Linked DNA regions of Hordeum vulgare: region 1 is linked to region 2. A link is a contact called in public Hi-C data. All regions are on one chromosome and are shown on one strand. Each heading gives the region's core, a stretch centred on a gene start, on an enhancer-like site or on the middle of the called end of the contact. The rest is flanking DNA. Distances are from core to core; before and after follow the strand shown. Region 1 holds the start of LOC123444091 (putative disease resistance protein RGA3). Region 2 holds the start of LOC123444065 (cyclin-B1-5-like).

What was found. A called contact is a pair of places that touch in the nucleus more often than the background predicts.
Region 1: a Hi-C map of leaf shows a contact between it and region 2, with 5 times the contacts expected there. The contact joins the promoter of LOC123444091 here to the promoter of LOC123444065 in region 2. A contact is called at or near these places in 3 of 6 Hi-C or Micro-C datasets (all in leaf).

The regions. Positions count from the first base shown.
Region 1 is chr1H:448,064,010-448,068,043 of MorexV3_pseudomolecules_assembly, forward strand. It overlaps LOC123444091 (putative disease resistance protein RGA3), which reads right to left and starts at 2,347. Exons shown (of 2, transcript XM_045120710.1): 1 at 1-2,347. The coding sequence starts at 2,156. LOC123444103 (transcription factor HBP-1b(c1)-like) reads right to left here. Exons shown (of 8, transcript XM_045120728.1): 8 at 3,507-4,034. The coding sequence ends at 4,030. It overlaps LOC123444119 (a long non-coding RNA gene), which reads left to right. Exons shown (of 4, transcript XR_006630944.1): 3 at 2,497-3,157; 4 at 3,280-3,471.
Region 2 is chr1H:447,777,656-447,782,130 of MorexV3_pseudomolecules_assembly, forward strand. It overlaps LOC123444065 (cyclin-B1-5-like), which reads right to left and starts at 2,805. Exons shown (of 9, transcript XM_045120674.1): 1 at 2,569-2,805; 2 at 2,179-2,296; 3 at 1,992-2,082; 4 at 1,641-1,871; 5 at 1,449-1,547; 6 at 1,106-1,354; 7 at 829-987; 8 at 530-708; 9 at 56-425. The coding sequence starts at 2,629. The coding sequence ends at 281.

The DNA.
Region 1 (4,034 bases), core at 1,097-3,596, 290 kb after region 2:
TCAATTGCTTCCTCTGTGCTAGCAACACACTCGATATTCTTAATACAAATATGCCCTCTGATTTCCTTCATTGCCTTCAATTCACTGATCTTGTATCCTTTGTCTGCACGGATCACAAATTCATTCAACTGTTGAAGACAAGTTAAGTTACCTATTCTGGCTATGCCTGTGACCAACTCTGTTCTTGCTTCTAGCCATCGAAGATTTACAAGATTGGTTATGCTTTGTGGGAGATAATCTAATTCATGGCAGTTTTTCAACTTAAGTATTTGCAAGCTGAAGAGCCTACCAATTGATGAAGGCAACATTGCTATACCAGTGCCCGAGAGATTCAAATATTGAAGCATTTTTAAGCTTCCAATGGAATCTGGCAACTCAGTAATGTCTCGCCGGTTTAAATCGAGCACATGGAGGTACCTTAATTCGAGGAACAGATCACTGGGGATAGACCTTGTCATTGATTTATATCCACTTAGCAGTAGAAGTGTCCGTGCTCTCTTAAATCCAAGAAAGGCTTCAAATGAAGTCTGGCTTCTATTTTCACAAGAGAATGAGAGGTGCCTGGCACTTTTTGCAGAGCTGTTGTTGTTTGGAAGGTCATCCAGTCTGAGGCATTCATGAATTGAGACCGACTGTGCTAGGTCATGCATAGCATCATGCATCACATATCCACCTTTGTGATGTTGGAAGAAGGACCTGCTTAGTAATTCATCAAAATAGCTACTTCCAATCTCTTCCATTCTTCTCCTCCGCTGAGGCTGAATAAACCCAAGGGCCATCCATATCTGAACCAACCTGTCTTTCTCAAACACATAATCTTTGTGAAAGACTGAGCAAAATGCAAAACATCTCTTCAGTATGGCAGGCAAATGATTGTAACTCAATCTCAGAGCTGGCAATATATTGTTCTTATCTGATGGCAGTTCCCATATTTCACTCCTTAATACATTTTTCCAGTCATCCTCGGTATCCTGGGAACACAGTAAGCTGCCTATTGCTTTTGCAGCTAGTGGTAAGCCTTTTAACTTCTTCACAATTTCCTTGCCTATCATTTCCAAATTTGGGTGTGCATCGGAGTTACCATCCACAAATGCATAGCTCCTGAACAAAAACCAGCAATCATTGTCGGATAACTGATTTAGATAGTATGGAGTCATCCCACCCATTAGTTTCCCTACATTTTTGTTCCTTGTGGTTACTACTATTCTGCTTCCCTTTCCTCCAGTAAGTAGAGCACGACGGTATGTGTCCCACTTTTCAGGGTCCTCGTTCCATACATCATCAAGTACTAGAAGAAACCTTTTACCTTTTAGCTTTTTCGAGAGGTCTTCCTGGAGCAAGTTCATGTTGGTTGTGACCGATGAGACCCCACTGATAACTGATTCAAACTCACTGGCAACTGATTCAATGGTCTCCTTGGTAAGCTTCATCTGATCAAAATTTTCAGAAACACACAGCCAGACCCTTAACTGGAAATGCTCTTTTATTCTTGTATCATTGTAGACAAGCTGTGTTAGAGTCGTCTTCCCCAATCCGCCCATACCCACTATGGGAAGAATGGAAAGGTTGGACTGGTTGGAGTTATTCTGATCAAGCAACATCTTCACAATGGTCTCCTTATCTTCTTCTCTTCCAAACACACTTGAGTCATCGATTATTGAGCTGGTCTCAGGCCTCTCCTTTATCTCTTTCCTGTCCGTTGCACTGATCATGTTTGGACCAATAATCTCTCTTTCCTTGACAAGCCTATTGAGCTTCTCCTCAACCTTCTTTATGTCTTGCAGTATCTTGTGGTTGAATAAACAGGTGTTGAACCAAAAGCAGCAGAAACAGCTTCTAACCTTGTCCAAATGGTTGTCGTTGGATGGTCCTTCTAGTTTGGATCGAAGGGCCTCAGCTGCATAATCATCGAGCAAGTCATCCATCTCATATGCGACATCCTTGAGCTTGGCAAGCCAGCTTCGTGCGGCTTTATCCTTCAGCTGCCGCTCCTCAGCATCTTCAACATGAGCTTGAATGGTCGACAGACTGCTGGATAGTTTCTCCAGCTGCTCGGCTACATCTTGAGGTAATTTCAGCTCACCAAAAGCGGTAGCGATCACTTTCTCGAAGAGTGCCTGCATGAAGGCAGACAGAACAGCTTCTCCGATCGGCATGGTTCTTGGCCGTTTACAGTCTCCCAGAGATGCCAACTGGAAATCTAGAACAAGGGGTGAGGAGGTTGGGGTGTGTGTGTGTGTGTGGGTGGGTGGGGGAGGCACACTATTATTGTTCTGCCATTGACTCCAAAGTCGTTTCTCTTGGTACCAGCTGAAGCTGAGGGTGTACTTTTCAGAGAAAATGAGTCGTATTTATTCCTGTCATCCACTAACACAGTACTCAATTTGATCATGGCGCCTAGGCACGACTTGTTTCAGATTAAGAATTATCTACTTGATGTGCAACTTTCTATAACTTGAGTTGTTTATTCCGTTGATCATTTCATATCTTGTGCAGCCAAAACCAACAGATGGAACAAGTTATCCTATTCTTCACCGTTACATGTAACGATAAAGAAATCTTCACCAAAGCAGAGGGATTCGAGCCTGGCAGTTTCCTGGAAAGACTGATGAAGGAAGATGTTGACTCCAGATGGAAAAAGGGAACACGGTTGATTGCTGTGTGTCTGGGTGGGTGACACCATTCTCTTTTTCTTGTCACTAGTCAACAATTTGTGGCCCTTATTGGATGGAAAATTTGGAAGAAAGCCGCCAAGGATGACTGCTTCAACGCATGGCGTGGTTTATTTAGAGCATGGTTAATAGTATAGCCAACTGCTGGCTATAAGCAGTCTTATAGTCCATCTTATAGCTAGCTTGTACAATAGTTAGCTATAAAAGAGTACTATTTTTATCATATATGGCCCACCTTTCATTCTTACAAAGCACCTAGGAGCACGTGCTAGAGCGGGCTTTTCACGAAGAGAGCGCTTCACTTCTCTCTCCTCTTCTCTCTCATCCAACTCAGCAAAAATATAGTATTTTAATCCTTACAGCCTGCTGATTGTACATTATTGTACTTGCTCTTATTGATTGATCGAAGAGACTGAGTTAACAGGTGCATGCACACATGTCCCAGTTCAGTTCCTTGATACGTGTAATTTATGTAATGGATGAAGGTACGTGCACGATTGAGGTTTTTTTTTTTTGTAAAATACACAAAGTTCAGTTCCTTGACACGTGTAGCGTATGTAATGGTGTTAGTTAATTCAGCTTGTTGTTTCCTCTGTCATTATTCCAGGAGAGTGATGGGTTGTTGGGGTGTCAATTGCTGCTATCCAATGCATGAAGTCTTGCAGTCTTAGTTCAGTTCTGTTGAAAGTTTAAGTTCTGGGTTCGATTTGTGCTCGTTTATTTTTTTCTTATGGGAGGAATCATATCATGGTACGGTGTATTTGCATGTAATAAGTATGAAATGGTTACTTATTGTCCAGATGGAGTAAAGTATAGCGGTAAAACACATGAAGATGGAAAAAAAAACTGTATTTTTACATACATTGTACACAAGTACAACAGCACAACACTACATACAACATGCTGTACAAAGGGCGGTATATACATTTCCTGTACACTCTAACAGGCTTAGGCCCGTACCCCCACCTAGTGTGGGGGCAAGGGGACGGGCCGAAGGCCACCTTATAAACTGGCGTATCGTGCGGTAGATTAGGGATGCGGTACAAACTCTAAAAAAAACATGGAATGCTACGGTCGTCAAAATACAAAGGGACTGAAATTATGCTTGCGCTGGCTCGGCCCACTGTATAACTTTTATCATACTTGGGCCTCATCTCGCAGCTTCTCCAAATCTTGCTGGGCCGGACGCAGACTCCGTCGCTCGCGGGCGGTGCTGCCTGCATCGCGACTCCGCTCCTGTTGCCCAGCTCACGCCCGTCGCATTGCATCGCCGCCGCCGCCGCCGTCGCGCTCACCATTTTTTGATGCTGTAAGCTCTCACGGGTTCTCCCGGATGCGCGCCCGCCGGACGTGCAATTCAGA
Region 2 (4,475 bases), core at 1,555-4,054:
ATAGTGTTACTGTCTGCTATGGAGGCACTCCTGATGCTATGGAGGTAGAATAGACTAAAACAAAGACAGCTCTGAATTCGATTCACACAAATATGAACTGTTGTTGTTACACTCTGGTGTATCGTAAGTACAGTAACGCAGCTCTCTTGATTCGAAAGCCAAGCAAATCACTAAAAGATATGAAGAATATAGTTGTTGTTTACACCCTGGTGTATCAGACAGTAACAGTAAGTAACGAAGCTTTCAAGATCGAAAGCCGAGCAACAAATCCTAAAGCAGCCTAGGCGAGGTTTTGGGGAGGGGCAACTGCTGGGGCGTGCAGGGACACACGCCCATACTGCTCACAAGAGTACTTCTTGTAGATGGCCTTGAGCTTGCTCTGCGGGGCAGCGGCGTGAGCCATGACTAGCATCTTGGCAGGCTCCCTGAAACCAACGAACAGATAGAATTTCCATGAATTCCAGCTCATTCAGCCAAGTTCATCGATCAGGTAGTAGACAACAGAAAGACAAGTAAATGGGTCACTCACAGGAGCTGTGGTTCAGCTAGTCCGGTGTGATGCTTAAGGGTTTCTGTCCAGATAGGGCTTCTTTTCAGCGTGCACCGAGCAGCGTACACGGCAGACGCTGCCAGCAGCGAGGGGCGCACGGTGACCAGCTTGTATTCCATGAGCGCCATCTCGGCGAAGAAGAATATCATGTTTGCAAGCTGCATTCATTCACAAGAACAGGAGGAAACGAAGTTCAGCACTACGTAGGACGCAAATTCCATGTCAGACAGAGACAAGTTCAGAGATCAGAATCAAAATCCATGACCAATTCTTCTCACCTCCTTGTCGCCCCCGGCTGCCTTGGCGAACCGCACCAGGAAGACGTACGGGGTGGGCACCGTGAGGTTCCAAGCCATGCTGTTCAGGATATTCTTCTCCATGGACAGGATCTGCTGCCTCGAGTAGGAGTTATCGGCGATGGATATGAAATCGCCTACCTGCAGACAACAGACACTTCAGATTCAGAGTTCCTTCACAGAACAGACATGAACAGATACTCGAACGAACAGGCGATCGATGGATGCAAAGGGGGTGAGAGAAAGTGTTTGGCCATACCTCGGGCGCCCAGATCTCCTCGTACTTGCAGGCGATGAGCATGGCCGCGATGCCGACGAGCTGCAGCTCTCGCCGGGGCACCGCCTGCAAGGAGAGGAACCTGTCGATGACGTAGATCGTCAGGTACATGCTCTCGGGCATGAGCTCAAATTTGTGCGTGACTTCCACAAGCCAGTCCATCAGGATAGCCCTCATCTTGGGGTTGACCTCCGGCTGGCTCCCCATGTAATCGATGGGCCGGCACTCGTGCTGCAACACGTATAGATTGGTCAAACATCGTCAGGACAGTTGCTTGCCGCGTGTCACTTGAACAGGCATGCTGAAGTGGGAGGTTTGTGGTTACCTGTGCCTCCTTGTAATACTTGTAGATGTCGTTGATGTAATCGACGACGGCGAGCTGGTTGTCACCGTCCAGCTTGTCGATGTCATCAATCGAGGCCTCCTGTATTCACAAGAACACGCGAGCAGAGTTAAGGCACTGGGATGAGCGGTAAGGGCAGAGAGAGGTGTTGGTTGGATGGAGCGCGTCGCTCACCTTCGACCGATGGTTGAGCACGGTCGTGAGGGTGTGGACGACCTTCTTCCTTGAGATCTTGGGGGCAGCGCCGGCGGCGGCGCCCTCGGACGGCTTTCTGTTTTCGTCTGAGCCGGTGGCGATATTGGCGGCCGCCGGCTCGGGGATCGGGGCGGCGGCGGCCTTGACAGGGTCCTTCTTGGCAACCCGCTTCTGGGCGGGCCGCGCTGCTGGAGGAACAGCTACGTCGTTCTGCAAACCACCACATCGATTTAGATTAGAATCCATCATCAAGAAACTGGTTTCGAAATCCATCATCAAGAAATTGGTTTCGAAGGCATGGAGGATCGGAAAGGGGGCTCGTGTCCGTACCTTTGATGGCTCGGCCTGGGCCTTCTTCAAGAGCTGAGCGCCGAAGCTCCTTGTGATCGGGCGATTGATCCCCGCCGGCAGCTGGATCTTCCTGTTGCAGCGAACAAGAAGGGATTCAGTCCAGGACATGGAACAGAAAGAAAAAGCAGAGGACGGGATTTGATCCTTGCGCTGATTTTTTTCTTACCCGTCGAGGACGGTGGTTTGGACTACGTTGCCGATGTCCCCGAGCACCCGCCTGTTTCCTCCAGCAACGCGGCCACCGGCGGCGGCGCCCTTCTGCCTCCCTGCCGGGCCTTCTGCACCTGGGCATCAGGAAGGAGAAACATGAGTAAAAGATGAAGAAATCGCTTGTTTGGCGCACGGATCGGGCAAGAAACTCGCTCGCATCGCACTGTCCTGGTTGGAAACATCAACAAAATCCGATCTTGGCGAATCAGACTCGTAAGATGAACAGATCAAGAACTCGAACGAAACAAGCGCCCAGCGGCGCAGGAGTTCCAGATCGAGAACGATCGTTCCCGACGCGGTGCGGCAAAAAAGGAAGATTCGGTGGGCGGGCGGACGGGCGGCTCACCTCCGTTGGCCGCCGGCTGCGGAGCGGCAGCCGCGTGCTGGTTGTTGTGCCTCGTCGCCATGAGTTGCGCTTGTTCCGGCTCCGTTAGAAGACCTCGGGAACCGGCGAGGTGCGGCTCCTCCGGCGAGCTCCCGGACGGAACAGGGCGGCCTCCGATTCGTCCCTGCTACGGCTGCGCTCGTCGGGTTGGGGGATTGGTCGATTGGATTGGAGGGGGGCGGGGGCGGGGGATGGTGTGGGGGACGGGGCGGGAGGGGGCTGGGGCTTTATTTCGGACCGGCCTCCAACGGTCGGGAGATCCGACTCTCCGGCACGGGAACTAGCCGTTGGGGCTACCGTTCAAGGGAAGTTTTTACCGGCGCGTGGATCTCACGGTAATTTTTTTGGTAATTTCTTGGCTGTGTTCCGTGCTCGTATGCACTCGCTTTGAATTATTCTCAAGAAGAAAGGAAAACTCTCTCTACGCGTCTCGTGCTGTTGAAGCCTCAAACGGAACGGATACGGGGTACTACCGTTTCTTCCCCATCCTAGCGAGGTGAAACGCGACGTGATTGGGATGGGACTCACAAGTGCTACTTCGTGCGCGAGGACCAAACTGTTGTGAAGCCATTTTTCTTTTGGCGGCTATTACAAATGAGCCGACTCATTTGTTCTAGTCGTAAGCCATATTGGCAGCCCTCCGATCGGACGAGTCCTTACCGTTTGATTAAGTCGCGACATCGCCCCACGCCAGTAGCAACGCATCGACAACCTTCGTAGCATTCGAATTACTGCATTGAAGCGACAAGTCCCTACCTGAGCCCCGCGGATCACGGGCGACGACGCGATCGGTGACCTACGGCGACTCCGCCCTCCCCCACCCACCCTCCCGCCTGCCACCCATCGTCGTCGTTCTGCCCGAGATATCCGTCGTCTGCAACACTCGTAATACTCGAGCCGCCCCTGACTGGTTGGATCCAAGGCGCAGCACATCTACACAAACATGGTTGCTTCCACTTTTAATCGAAGCTTCAATGGATCAGTTGCATCCACGTGGACGGATCAAACTCCGACGAATTACGTACTACCTCCTGCCAGTACCTACAGAAATCTACCAGTGTTCTTTGGAGAAAATCAACCTTCTACTATCAATTCTTCTGCAAATTAGATGAGTACTATGTAAATAGAACTTGTGTTGTAATGTCACTCTTGAAATTAACCTTCTCTGTAAAATATGAAGCACTCCTTGTGATTCCTTGTTTTTTTTGACTTAAACATGGTAGTCTCCGTTCAGAAAAGAAATCAGTAGGGTGCTGCAAAAAAATCAGAAAATTCAAAAACAACAGTGTGGGATGTGTGTGTTAAAAAATGTTCTGAAAATTCAGCCTTAAAAATTCACAAAGTTCGTGTCAAAAAGTTATGTTTATGCTTTGTTGACACAAGAACCTAAACAATGTCCTCATTTGATGTTAAAACAGTTCAGTTTATGCTCTTGTGAGACCTAAACAGTGTGTTGTCTTGATGTTTCCAGTCTTACTGATGAATACAATTGGTTGCAATAGAAGGAGAGATTATTGTTGAAACTATTGTTAAATAAGAGGATTCAGAAATCATTGTTTTCATATTGAAGATGATTTTAGGATGTTGAGTTAGAAATGAAGTAACAAAATAATGAAAGTGACTTTTGAAAAACTAGTAATGCCATGCTTCAAGCTGCTAATGGCATTCAACAAATAATTAAATATTTATATTTAGGAGCATTTGCATATTGTTCAAAAAGGATGCATGGTTGTACTATTGATGGCTTTTTCATAGGATGTTGATGATGGGACACGAGCTCAACAGAGTTATGCGGCACCTGATTTTGCAACAAATCCAGGAACGAATTCACATGGTGGACACAACTCAACCGATGCAATGTATGATGG